Linked DNA regions of Mus musculus: region 1 is linked to region 2. Evidence: chromatin contacts called from public HiChIP or PLAC-seq data. All regions are on one chromosome and are shown on one strand. Each heading gives the region's core, a stretch centred on a gene start, on an enhancer-like site or on the middle of the called end of the contact. The rest is flanking DNA. Distances are from core to core; before and after follow the strand shown.

Region 1 (4,354 bases), core at 992-3,491, 80 kb before region 2:
AAGTCCAGGGCCATCTTGGGATTAGAGGCAAAGCCAACTCAACTCCGGAGCTTAGCAAGAGGAGCTCAGAGCTGGGTATGATAGCTCACACTGTGATCCCAGCACTCAAGAGAGTGAGGCAGGAGGATTGTCTCATGTTCTAGGCCAGCCTGGGCTGGGCACCCCACACACCGTCATCTGTAAATCCTTACAGACAGCTGCTTCCCCCTTCCCCTTTGTGAGAATCCAAGGCCCTTAAAGTTAAATGGCAAGAGAAGAATCATTAAAGTAAAGCCCAGATGCATATAACGGGGCGCAGAGGCCATAAGTCTGAAATCCCAACTAAAGCTAAAGCAGGAGGACTGTTTCAGCCTAGAAGTTCAAGGCCAATCTGAGTATCACAGTAAGTTCCACATTAAAAAATAAGTACATATATATATATATATATATATATATATATATATACACACACACGAAATGATATATAACATACATGAACATACATATATACACACATGTATATATACATGCATGAACATACTCACATATACATACATGTATGTGTATGTTCATGTATATGTCATACACACACATATATGAATATATATATACCACACATACACACACACATACATGATTAGGACCCCGGTTGGATAAGGGAGATGGTGCTGCCAGCATAGCTTCCTGGTATTCACTGCGTGAGTTTGTGGTGTGCACACAGCCTTCCTTGCAGAGACCATCCTTAGAGGGCACTCTCAGAGTAACTGGAAGAAATAGGAAGTCTCATTAACAGTCTACCCCATCTTGGCCTGGTTGACCTGTGTGGAGGCTGGGGTGTGCTTTCCTAGAGGCTGAGGTGGAGTCTCCAGGCTCTGCCCCTCCAGGGGGTCCTGTGCCTTCCTAGTAGGTCCCCCTTAGATGGCCAAGGGCTCCCCAAGCAATGAGTACCGGTGCCCGTCATGCTCTGGCCTCAAGTCTCTGCTATGCCACTTCAAGGAAACAGCAGTAGAGAAGGCTGAGGGAGCAGCAGCCTCCAGACCAAAGCCTGACCCTGGGGAGTGAGGGTCCCCAGGTCCTGTGGAGTAGAGCTTGGTGGCCTTGAGTAGGAATGTCACCTTCTAGAGGAGTGGTGGTCCTGTAGGCTTCCTTAAGACGGAAATGTTCAATTATTCCACTGCTCTGTAGGATGGGAGGTTGTGGAAAGGCAGAGTAGCAAATAGCCAAAGTGTGGGCTGTGGCTGAAGGATTAGGCAAGGACCAGGAACATTTTAATTAATACAGAACAGCTATTCCCCAGCTAACTTAATGGTTGTTATGGCCCCATCTTAAAAACGAGGAAGTAATCCTGAAGCTGCTGGCCACTCTTTAGGGGGTTTATTCTGTGCTAGGATTCACCTAATCTTCATATAGCTCTGCCCTGCTGGGGGAATGACAAAGAGTCATGCTAACTTTCACAGTCTCCAGACAGAGCATCAAGGCCCATAGTCCAGCCCAGTTTGACTTAATTGTCAATTGTGTGTGTGTGTGTGTGTGTGTGTCCTCACACTCTAAAAGAGCTGCTTGCTGTTGGGATACGTTTACCCTAGAACTGTTGTTATAGAATCAGCTGGCGGCAAGAGATCTTACACCCTGCTCCTCTCTGCCTGGGGTTTCCCCTACTCTATTTTAGGGGCTTGATCCAGATGGGATAGCCCCTGGGTGTGTCAAGATCTTCCAAGGATCCAAGAGATTGTAAAAGAATTTCCTGATCTGGCAAGAGGAGACTTCATCTCACTGTAGTCTGCTCTCTCTGACTTGACCTAGGCGCCCGATGGGTCTTCCACCCGGGGACACAGGCCTCTCCCACAGGTACCACCCTGGTTGTAGTTTACACTCCTTGGGGAGTCCAAAATGGACGTGTACTCATCGCTATTCAAGAGCATTAAACCGGCTTTCTGTGGGATCGAGAACAAGGTGCTTACCTGTTGTCACTAAATGCAGAGGTGACATTTAACCACAAGGTGGCAGACAAGGCTGGTATGATGTAGCAGCCGGGCTAGGTACCAAAAGCTTCCGTAGGTGGTAGATGACGGAAGCCTTCCCGTAGCCCCCGTGTCTTCTCTGCAGACGCACGTGTAGCAGCTGTGCTTCAGTCTTTTGTGTAAAAAGGCGCAAGAATGAAAGCCGCAGCTAGGTCATTCTGCTCCAGGGGGCAGCAGATGCTTCTCAGGGCAGCCTGTGACAACTCTGGTCATTCTGTCACCCACCCAAACTGGTGCTTCCTGTCCATTCAGCTCTTCAGCTACACGAATGCTTAGCGTCCGTAGTTCTGCACAGCCCTATCTCCCCGCTGTGGCTCAGTCACAGTGCTCAAGCGTTCACTGTGGCCTGGGCCAGGGGCTGCCTGCGGGCTGTCCTGGCCCCGATAAAATATGCAAATGTTCCTGGCTTGCTGGCCAGGAGCAGCTCTTGGCCTGGGAATGAATCTACAGATTGCACGGTGGAGGAGGGGGACTGTAGCATCTCACCACAGTCCTCTCCCAAATGCTTCCTTGGCTTTTCCTTCTTTTCTGGGCTTAGAACCATGCGCATCCCCATAGATAGCTCAGGCTTTGGTGGGGTACATGGCTCAGTGGTAGAGTGCTTGCCTAGCAGACACGAGGGCCCAAGTTCAATCTTCAGTAGCAGGAAAAAACTGAAATGGCTAATTAAATAAAGATAAAAAAAAAGAGAGCCAAGGCTCATTGAAGGCCACGATGTCTTTATCAAGCTGAACTGAGAAGAAGAACTCAACCTTCAGATCTGTGTGTGGTCCAATCTCAGACCACATCCAGACAGACTGCAGGACTTGCCTGACGCCTTTCCACAGCCCTGGCCTAGGAGTTTGAATGTGGGGTGGGGTGGGGGTACTTGCTTCTGCTTAATAGATTTAAATTCAGAATTTGGTAAGATATACAATAGACAGGATTGCCCCCAAATTCTGTTCCTTAGTCCCTGGGCTCTTCCTAATAGAAGCAGTCATCGGGTCTCCCAGGACTTTAAACACAATTTGAAAACGAATGAATAAGACCTCCTCCCCTCCTAGGCTCAGGTTTTTGCTCAGAGTGCTTGCTAACACACACCAAACCCTGAGTTTGAATCCCAAAACAAATAAACAAACAAACAAAAAAATGAAAATACATTTTTTCCTTTGCTTTAATACAATACAATCCTTTTGGAATTCTGGAGATGAGTTTTGTTATCTGTGTGCTACTCCCCAGGTCTTCTGTATTTTTTCCATTTTGTTTTTTGAGATTTATTTTTCATGTTTATGATGCATCTGTAGGTATGTGCGCATGCGTGCAGGTGCTGTAGAAGGTCAGAGGTCACAAGACCGCGGGGGGGGGGGGGGCGGGGGGAGCTAGAGTTACATGCAGATGTGAGTTGCCCGGTGTGGGTTCTGGGAACTGACTCTGCGAGAGCAGTTACACACTTAACAGCTGAGCCATCTTGATTTCAATATTGGTTTCGCCTCACGTAATAGGCACTGGGAATCAAATGTGCTGTGTCTTCACCCTGGTCCTAGAAAGTAGTCTGGATTGGCAGGAGCATCTAGAACATAAAAAAAGCTTTCACTGAACATGGTGGCGCATGTCTTTAGTCCCAGCACTCAGGAGGCAGAGACAGACGCATGGATGTCTGTGAGTTCAAGGCCGACCTGTCTACAGAGTGAGTTCTGAGACACCCTGTTTTGAAAAAAAAAAAAAAAAAAAAAAGCTGTCATGCGCTAGTGGGTGGAGGGGTCTTGACAGTTTTAGTTTCTCTGGGCTCACTCTCCTCACCGTAGCACAGCGCCAGTTCCCACCTGGGCCCGGGTAACCTCAAGGCATTTTTGCTCTGCTCTGCTTTCCTTCTTCTGGAGTGAGACCCCAGGATCATCAGAGGGCCCACTTTCATCATAGCCCCGGGAGGCCCTGCCAGGATCGCCCCAGCTCCCAGCCTGAGAGCCCAGCTTCCGCAGCCCTCCCAACAGCAGGAAGAAAAGGGAGGCGGTCTTGAAGCGGCTCGCCCTGCTGGGGCCCAGTTCCTTGCCCCCCACAGCTTCCTCACATCCTTTAACCTATTTTTCCCTTCCCTTGAGGGAACACGTCCAGGAACAGAGTCAAGAACACGGAAAGGTCAGTGTGGTAGCTTTCCCTCGTCTAATTGCAATCCCTCCCTCTATAAACACTTCCCCACGGCTCCCTCGGAGGCAGCATCTGCTCGCTTCTCTGTGGCAGGAAGCAGGCTCAGCTTCGGTTGCCCCCGCCTAGTTCCAGGGCTCAGGCCTTGGATCTCTCCGGAGACAGAAGTGCATCCAAGTGCAAGTGCAGAGCCTGCCCCGGGCCTAGGCTGCTTCGGAGCCAGGACCCCATGC
Region 2 (4,134 bases), core at 1,407-3,906:
AAGACAGAGAAGAGCTAGGTCTAGACTGAGAAGACGACCAAGATCCTCAGGTTAAAGACACGGCCAACATCAGAGAGGGGCCGACATTCTGAGGACCTGGAGCAGAATCAGAACTCGAAAGGAGAGGGTGGAATCTAAGTCCACATAACTACCTACTCTGGATGGGCAATTAGGAATCCCAGGTCCAAGAATGAGTCCAAAGGAATTCCCTAAAAATAGAGTCTAACGCCACTTAACTCCAGACTTCCTCGGAAGGTATGTTACAAGTCATCCTGAGGTTACAATTAATTCAGTCACAACCAGTTAGATACCACAAAGACACAGATAAAACAGGCCACAGATGGGTGAGAGCTAAACACTGTTTAGAGGTTAGAGGATAAGAATACTATGTGAAATTTATTTCATTTCCATGAGGGGAAAACAAATTTATTCTAAAAGTTTGTGCATGTTTTCCCCCCAAGGATTTTAGATAATTTCCATATTGCTAAACTTTTTTTTTTGCACATTAAAAACACTGAGGGGGAGAGAAGATTGGTCCTCATCTTTTGTCTGCTCCACTTCCTAGCTGTCCCATACACTCACTTAATGGGGAGAAGGTTGCTGGGATACAGCTTAGTGACAGAGCACATACGTAGCCCTTGGTACAGTCTCCAGGACCACAAAAATGTTTGTTGAATGAACTACCTATAACCCATCATTCTGGAGAGTCAAGCAGTAGGGAGTTCAAAGCCACCCTAGGCTGCATACCAAGTTCCAGATCAACCCATGCCACACAATGATAGCCAGCTTCAAAGAATAACATTAAAAAGTAAAATGTAATCTTTAATGAGATCATCTCACTGTTGTAGGAAACACTTTGGTTAAACACATTCCATGGGTCTGTAAGCTAACCCTTTGCCAAGGTGTACTGAGAGCCAACTCCAGACTTTGTAAAACAAGAATTTACTGCTTGTATGTGAGCCAGTATTCAATACCTCCTCATCCATTCTTTAGCAAAGGAACAGAACTAATAGGATGAAACCAATGTTTTGGAACCATAACACATCAGAACACATTTGCAGAACTTATAATGCCAGTTTTCTCTCCAAAACGCCCTTTGCCTACTCTGCACCCGAAGATCTGGCATCACAAATCGTTTTACCCTTTACCCCGAAGACTGTTCTAATTCCTTTCATTCTGCCATTACACAGCCCTTAAGAAACTCAAAGTAGCTGCAAATAAATCCTGCTGGCCCCAAACAAAACCTGCAATTTTTAACAAAAACTCACAATTAATTTAGTTACAAGCTAAGCAATCAAATTCGTGGGGCCTTTTTTGTTTCTCTTTGTTTTGCATTTTTTGCTCTGAAAAATACCTGCAAACTGTTTACAAGGGGGAAGGATTAATCCCCAAATTACATTATTAATCCTCTTCCTACAGTTACTCATGTACTACAGACAAAATGATTTCTGCCTAACAGAACTAAAGTCTTTCGTTTACAAGGCTTTTTGTACAGCGCTTTCACATATATCCACTTGTAAGGGTGCACAACAAAAGCAATAACTTTTAGACTTAAGACACATACAAGATAACTTATCCAGAATTTGGTCTACCTTGAGTTCCTCGATTGCACCTAGTGTGGACGAGAACAAAATAAAGCCCGAGCACAATGAAATCTGTGGCGTTGCCAGTCCCCGAGGACCAAAAGGAAAATGTCTTCAAATGACAAAAACCAAACTCATCCCACTTCGCAAAAGAAAAGCAATCCCAAATAATCCGCAAAGCGGGGACCGGCGGGGGAGGACCCCAAATTCTAAACATGGGTCATGTAAATCTTTTCAACTCGAAACTCCAAACGCGGCAGCCAGCCCAATCACAGCATTAGCGCCTCCTCTCTATTTTCAATCTGGAGACTCAACGAAGAACAATTAAAAAAAAAAAAAAAAAGGCCACAGCAGAGCTCCAAAGTTTTCCGAAGTGAGAATAAAGTCATCTCAAGTAAAGAAAAGGCGTCCAGCAAGAGGCGACGGGCCGGGTCCTCCCGCCAGCCCCTCTCCCGCTCCGCAGCGCTCGAACCAAACCTCCAGTAAAAAAGGGGGGAAAAAGAAACCTCCGAGGGGGACAGAGGACCCGCCGGAGCCCGCAGCACGCCGCCGAAGAGCGGCCCAGGCCGTCAGACAAAGACGAGCCCGCCCAGCGCCAGCCCGGCCGGGTCCCCCAACCGCCCCGAGGAGTTGCGGGAGCACCGCCGCCCGCTCCCGGCCCGCCCGAGCCGTTTCCCTCCCAATTTGGGAACCGCGCGCCTGGGGACAAAGAGGGCGGGCGCGCCGGCGGCGGGACGCGGGTGGCGACGCCCCTCGGGGCTCGGCGGGCGCTCCTTCCCGCCCTGCCGCCCCCAGGAACCCGGCCCGCCGCCGCCGCCGCTTTCGAGGCGCCTCAGAGTTCGCCCGGCCGCGCCCGGCCCGGGGCCCCTCAAGCCGCCGCTCACCCGGCGGTGGGCGCCCCCGAAGCCGCCTCCTCCGCCGGGCCTCGGCCCGTCCCGCCGGCCGCCGCCTCATGGGCCCCGCGTCGCCATCACCTTCGCCGCCTCGCCGCCGCCGCCACCGCCGCCGCCTCCTTCGCCTCAGCCTTCAAGCCGAGGCTGAAGCCGCTCCGGCCGCGCCCGCCGCCTCCCTCTCTCCCGCTCCCGCCGCCGGGACCCGCGGGGAGGCGCCTGCGCACTGCGTGCCGCGGTGGGGGTGGGGGCGTCCCGTCTCGGCCTGGGAGCGGGGGCGCGGCTGCACGTGCGCCTCGAGTGGGAGGGGGCGCCCGGAGCGCGCGGCCCCGCGCCGGCGCCAACTTTCCGTGACCGGCCGCGCGCGTTCCCGGGCGGTCCCGTACGCGGCGGGGCGCGCGGTGGCGGGAGGACCCCTGCGCGGGGAGCCCCGGTGGGCGGCTGACTTCGAGCGCCGCGGGCTCATTTCCTGTGGCGTGATTCCCCGGAGGAGCCGGCCAGTGACAGCGTGATGGAGACACGCCTCACCTGAGTTTCCAGGGTCGGACCGCAGAGCTCCACCGTTATCTCGTGCGCTAGGTCAGGGCCTTGGTCCAGCGGATCTCGGGATGCTCATGGCCGTTCTAGGCTCTGCTCTGCAGTTGCTCGAAAAACCTCCGGGGCTTCTCGGCCAACCATCCCCGCCTGGTGGAATCATGGTTTTTACAGGCGTTCTGCATAGTTTTGAGGTCCTGGATTTCTCGGATTAGTAAGACCCTAATAGGCCATTTCCTCTTAACTCCTTGCATCCCAGCGGGATCCCAATTACAAGACTTGAAATGCACATGGACAGGAATTCCCCTGGCCGAAACTGCGGGTTAAGAAAAGGAAAACTAGCGGGAGAGACGGCTCAGCGGCTATGCAGTTTGTACTACTGTTGCAGAGAATCTTCTACACCCACGTTGTGTGGTTCACAACCACCTGTAACTCCAGCCTCTGGAGGATCCGACTCTCTCGGGGCACCTATATCGATGTGCACATACCTACACATAGACCCAGAGACACATAATTAAAAATAATAAAAAATAAATCTTTATTAAAAAAGAAACGAGAAATTCCCCTAAATACTTTAACGAGATTGAGACTGGGTGGTGAAAGGCAGTTTACCAAAGAGATGGGAGGGGAGGGCCATTCCTGTACTCTAGAATTACAAATGGATAGGCTTTTTAAAAGTTTTGCCCCTGGACAGGGATGAAATTAAACACTAACAAGTGAGGCGACTTGTGGATCAAATTTCTCCCGAAGCTAGGTCACAGGTTGGGATGAAAAGGGATGGTCCATTGCCTACCCACACCCTCCGAAATTTTGTTTGGTTGCTATGATGTGTGTGGTTTTTTTTTTTTTTTTTTTTAGGAAAGTGCCCAAATTTTTAAATCCTTTTTTTTTTTTTTTTTTTTTGGCTTCTCTCTAAAAATCAAAGAATGTGCTCACTTTGAGCCTCATGTTTCATTTTTGATATTTTGTTTGATTTTTTATGAAACGAAGTCCCATTATAGCACAGGCTGATCTCAGACTCGACCTGTGGCTGAGAGCTAGCTTTGAAGTCTTGATGCTCCTGCCTTTGTCTCAGGAGGCGGGGTCTAAGGCAGACACCACCCCCACTGTGCTGTGCTCTGAACCTT

Evidence for each region. HiChIP or PLAC-seq counts read pairs in DNA pulled down with a chosen protein or histone mark.
Region 1: a contact with region 2 is called in an H3K4me3 HiChIP or PLAC-seq map of forebrain, with 3 times the contacts expected there. The contact joins the enhancer-like site here to the promoter of Gjc1 in region 2. A contact is called at or near these places in 3 of 39 promoter capture datasets (the HPC-7 cell line, cranial neural crest and liver), 1 of 484 Hi-C or Micro-C datasets (cerebellum), 4 of 115 datasets of contacts at active chromatin or transcription factors (embryonic stem cells, forebrain and pancreatic cancer cells) and 2 of 9 other capture datasets (adipose tissue and liver).

Annotation. Positions count from the first base shown.
Region 1 is chr11:102,737,385-102,741,738 of GRCm38.p6, forward strand. It overlaps the pseudogene Gm39501. Among named protein-coding and RNA genes, the nearest start is that of Adam11, 22 kb to the right of the region's middle. Within about 2 kb of position 2,242, at least 60 of the 459 cell types and tissues checked have an H3K27ac peak or open chromatin away from gene starts, as enhancers often do. A contact at or near this core is called in the HPC-7 cell line, cerebellum and forebrain, where this site is marked.
Region 2 is chr11:102,816,503-102,820,636 of GRCm38.p6, forward strand. It overlaps Gjc1 (gap junction protein, gamma 1), which reads right to left and starts at 2,657. Exons shown (of 3, transcript NM_001159382.1): 1 at 2,468-2,657.